2 separate regions of the Arabidopsis thaliana genome follow, and region 1 is linked to region 2. A link is a contact called in public capture Hi-C data. All regions are on one chromosome and are shown on one strand. The core of a region is the stretch at or near the end of the contact, and the rest is flanking DNA. Distances in the headings are between cores, read along the strand shown.

What was found. Capture Hi-C pulls out chosen DNA fragments and counts their contacts.
Region 1: a capture Hi-C map of seedling shows a contact between it and region 2, with 1.9 times the contacts expected there. The contact joins the promoter of LYM2 here to the promoter of TRN1 in region 2. A contact is called at or near these places in 2 of 26 Hi-C or Micro-C datasets (callus and root) and 1 of 3 other capture datasets (seedling).

Annotation. Positions count from the first base shown.
Region 1 is chr2:7,457,569-7,460,268 of TAIR10.1, reverse strand. LYM2 (lysm domain GPI-anchored protein 2) reads right to left here and starts at 1,339. Exons shown (of 4, transcript NM_127266.4): 1 at 456-1,339; 2 at 88-208. The coding sequence starts at 1,113.
Region 2 is chr2:7,352,405-7,355,108 of TAIR10.1, reverse strand. TRN1 (tornado 1) reads right to left here and starts at 1,336. Exons shown (of 29, transcript NM_001036282.2): 1 at 985-1,336; 2 at 1-202. The coding sequence starts at 1,170.

The sequences.
Region 1 (2,700 bases), core at 90-2,589, 110 kb before region 2:
ACCAAAACCATCAGAATCTAGAAAAAGAAGAAAAAAGAACAAGCTTATCCTATGGGACAAACACAACGAGATTATCAATCACTTAACGTCCAATTCTTCAAAGCGTCACAAGTACACTTGACGCAATTGTTTGCAGTGAAGACGTATGAGTTGTTAGACAGAAGCAGAGGAGCATCCAACGAGTCCTTCCTCACAGAAGAGCTACAAGCTGCAAAATAAAGTTCAAAGTTCATAACTTTTCTTCAAAGCCAATCACCAATTAGTAATAAAAACTCAAACCTAATTAGATTTGGTTTGTCCAATGAAACTACTAAAAGTCAAAGACTTTTCAATCAAATTTTTTCGTTTATTTCATCTAAACCATCATCCAATCCAAACCCATTTAGATATATCCAATAAAACTACTAAAGTCACAAACTTTCAACTCAAAAGATCCAAAATTTCAGGTTTTTAACCTTTGAGAGGGACGTCGAGAGGTTTATCAGCAAGAAGCTGAGAGTCACCAATGATTCCATTGAGCTGAGCCAACGTCGTGTTGTCCGTTCCAAACTGAGCAGCGATCTCACCGAGAGAGCTCCCTAGTTTGACTACATGTGCGTAGTGAACAACATCCTCACCGTTCAATTTATCACAGCTACAAGGCAAAGGGATCCAAAACTTTTGACCGATTTCGATTTTGTTCGGGTCAGGGATTTTGTTAACCTCACTGATCTTCTCGTACGTAACGAGACCACCGAAAATCTCAGTTGCGACGAAAGAGAGTATGTCGTCTTTCTTGATGGTGTATTCGATGTCCCGGTTCGAGACACCGGTTCCATTGGAGCAAGAGCAATGGATTGGGACACGTACGACTTGATTCGGGTTCACGCGTTGGTCACGTGAGGTGTTGAGTGGGAGATTGTTAGCTCCGAGGATCGAGCGGAGGTTCTTGACGGCAAAAAGGGTTTGGATATTGCGCAACGTTGTTGCGTTCTTGCTTGAGTAACCAACGAGAGATTGACACGTCGAGGTTGAGCCACTGCAGTTGAAGTTTCCGGTCATTTGGGCGGAGAGAGTGAGGAAGAAGGAGAGGGAGACAAGGAGACCGAGAAGGGTAAAACAGGAAGTTTCCATTTTCAGGTCGCCGGTGTGTTCTCAGGTTTTTGGTCTTTGGAAATAAAAAGAGTTGTGATTTGTGAAGATGGGGACCAAGAAGAAAGTTGACCGAGAGAGGACTTTTTGAGTTTGACTTTTTGACTTGCTGGAAAATAAATGAGAACAGTCTGGTTTCACATTGTGTTCTGTTCCTTGATTGAAGTGTTGCCATTTGTCACGCCCTAATTGTGGAGAAAAAAGTGTAGTTATATGGATAATTGGATATAATATCACAACTAAATTTTAATTAGCTGTAAACTGCAAGACAATTTATATTTTAAAATTTGTATATATAAAATTTTATAAATTATATTTAGTTATAAAATATTTCTATTTTAGTTTATAATCGTTATTAAGTAAAAATATATCACAAGTCCACATAACAATTGTTAATAAACTGAGAATTTAACCCGTATTGAAACAACATATTAATGATTTCAAAAAATTTATAAATATTGATTCAAACCCGTCCATCATATAACTTTGTTCTGTAATATAACACATCTCATGATTTGTTTTCTAAAAATAGTAGTTTAAAAATTGATGACTATTTATTATATACATAAGTTTGCAAATTGTAAAATTTTCTAAGAAATTTATATTTTATAATATACGATTGTTATTAAGTAACTGTATATCACAGAGAAATTTTTGGTATATACAATCTTATCTTAATTAGGTTGTTTAGATATTTCTAATATTGGTAGTATTAAAAATAATAAAGCGGCAGATTGATGATATTCTAAATTTTATTAATGTTGATTCAAAAATTCATCTCACCATATAACTGTATACCACAATACAATTTGTCCCATGTTATTTATTTTATTTTTATTTGTTCAAATGTTTATAATGTTATAAAACCTTTTATTGATATTAGAAAATTTTAATATTCTCGGTAAAACTAAACAATAAAACTAAAGACTGAATTAAATCATATACAAAATTTTAAATTTGGATGCTTGTTAAGGTAAGCTTTCCTATACATTCGAATTTGAATTTATTTTAATCATATATATAATATTATTCTAAATCATTATCTGAATATTTTAGTCGATGTGGGACATTGAACACACATCATTTCCATTAATTGGGTAATATATGTCCGTTTTTTTAATTTTGAATCACAATATAGGGAGAAAAAGATTGAGTTTTTCATAACTTTATATATTATAGGATGATTTAAAACAGTTGAAAAAATCAAACAAAGATGAATGGAGATTTACAGTTTTAAATCTTAACCAAATATGAAAAGAACTAGGGCAATATAGTCGCATTTTACGTAACCCAATCCAAAAGATTTTTAATGAACAAATTTGCTTTAATGGACGGGTACCATTTGTACTTGAATGGACTTTATCCACCCTCCAAAAAAGTTGCAGCAAAAAAAATATAAAAATTATTAATATTAATAATCTTATTTTTATATGAATGTCCATTATGTGGCTAGTAGATTCTAGAATACATAATTATTTTAAGGTTGGAATCATGTTGTACGGAAAAGAATATCTCTATTTAAAACTCTTTTATCTATTTGCTACTTTTACTTTATATGTATGTAATTCT
Region 2 (2,704 bases), core at 87-2,586:
ATCCAGAAACTCCCTCAATATTAACAATAACACTGATGATAGTTCCAACTGTAGTCCGTATATTCCTGTCCGCTGCTCCCAGACAAGGCAGTAACTCTGACTTGATATATTTTTGGTTTTCTTGAGTCATGGATGGATAAGCACCCCTCAAATTATTTTTCAAAAGCAATCCAGCAGCTTGACGAACCTCAACAGACTTTCCCTGATCATTGTACAAGCACACATCAGCAATTTAACAAACAGACATAAATGCATAAAACCTAATCAAACAACAGCAATATGAAAAACTCCAGGTTGTTCTTGCCTAGGATCTGCAAATAGACTATGTAGATCCAACTAAATTGAAATAAATATGAGTTCTCAAGATAGAAAGACACTATCCACTAAAAATCACACAACACTTTTTGTTATTTGGATGCAAGTAAACTTCAAGTCAATTGAATCACAAAGGTCATACTATTGACAAAGAAGAATTATTCAGAAGGAGACATAGACGAATGTTGAGTGAATTAAGATATAAATGCATAAAACCTAATCAAACAGCAACAGCAACATAAAAACTCAAGGCTAGTTCTTGCCAATGCAAATAAATATGAGTTATCAAGTGAAGAAGACACAATCCACAAATTCTACACAACATTTATGTTATTTGGATACAAGTAAACTTCAAGTCAATTGAATCAAAAAGCTCATACAACAGAAACATCAACTATTGACATAGACAAATATGATCAAAAGGAGATATATCCATCCATTAAGGTACAGAACAGAGAAACTCATAACGAGAGAAGCAATGTTCTAAAGTCTGAGAATCTTAAGCAATTCAAAGGAAACGTAGATTCAACTAAAGCTAAGCAACAAAGAGAATCCGATAAGCAAACGAAAATTCAACGATCCGAACTCATTCGACAAATAGATTGAGTCAATACGGAGAAGAAAAAAAATCTCAGGAAGCGAAGAGAGAGTAGAGAAAAGTTCCAAAACCTCAGCGCGAACGAGGATGAAGACGAGATAGTTGTTGAAATCAGGAAACTGAGAGAAGTGTTGAAGCTGCTTCCAAATCTGAGACTTGTCAACGACGGAGGAAGGAGAAATCTGTTGTTCGAGAAGAGAACAGATCTCAGCGAGACCATCGTCTCGGGGTTGCCAGACCACCGCCGTCGCCGCCATGATTGTTGTGGCAAAAAGGTAAATATGACTCGTGTGAGAGGGCAAAAGAATATGATTCTTTGGACAAAAAAAAACGCACAGCAAAAAAGTTTGGAAAAGACAGGGACGACGACGAAGAAGAAGAGAATGGAGAGACGCTACTAAGTTGGGTTTTGTTGGGTTTTTTGTTCTGTTCAAGTTTTCTCTTATGGGCTTTTTATGAGTTTATCTATTTTCTTTTAAAGCTGTTAATTAAAAGAGAGAGTTTGCAAAATAGTAACTTCTTCTTGTTTTTGTAAATTTCATTTGTCTCCTAAATATTCTTTTTTTTTGTCAACCATTAGCTTGAAAAAATAGAGAAAATATTAATTAATGTTGTCCAAAGAATATAGGAGAAAAATAAAATTTAGTCTATAAATGTAGTTAATATGAAAACCTGAGTTGTCCCATAAAAAAAATATGTTTTTTTGTAGAGTTTATGTTTTAAGAAATAGAATTTCTTGGATTACGAATCTAGAATTATCAAAGCATTGGCTTGTAAACACAATTTATATACTAAAATTCATATGTTCATTTGGATCGGTCATTTTTAAAAAATTAATAATATATTTTTGTTTATAACTTTTAAAAATTAATTATATTGCATAAATTAGTATTTGATTTGTTTAAAGCCTTGATGTTTATCAGAAAAAGAAATTATTTAGGGATATTAACCATTATTTATGGGATGAGCCTTCTATATACAAGAAAGGCGTATATGGTTTATTCAGAAGATGCATAGTTGAAGAAAAAGTCCAAGGAGTCCTAGAACATTGACATGGCTCTGCTTATGAAGGACATTTTGCAACCTTCAAAACTGTTCAGAAGATACTGCAAGTTGGGCTCTAATGGCCAACCATGTTCAAGAATGTTCATAAGTTTATAGCCGAAGGATAAGAAATATCACCAGAAAAAATGAGATGCCAAAGAATCCTATACTCGAGTTTGAGATGTTTGATGTCTGGGGGATTGACTTCATGGAACTTTTAACCCATCTTCTTAGGGAAATAAGTATATCTTGGTCGTCGTAGCCTATGTCTCCAAGTGGATTGAAATAGTTGCAAGTCCAACCAATGATTCTAAGGTAGTTTTGAAACTATTCAAGAGTATCATATTCCCCATCTTCGGTATACCAAGAGTGGTTATGGAGGATCTCACTTCATGAACAAGATGTTTGAGAACTTGCTAAAGAAGTATGGAGTGCAGCATAAGGTTGCGACAGCCTACCATCTCTAGACTAGTGGTCAAGGTGAAGTCAGCAACAAACAGATAAAAACTATCTTGAATAGAATGGTTGGAACTTCAAGAATATACTGGTCCACCAAACTCGATGACACTCTACAGACTTATAGAACAGCCTTCAAAACTCTAATAGGAGGAAATAAAAAAATAGAAAAAAATTAATATGATGTTAAGTCCAACAAAAAAAAATAGGAGAAAAAACATAAAGTCGTCTATAAATGTACTCAATATGAAAACTTGAGTTGTCTTATCAAAAAATAATTTTTATTGTATA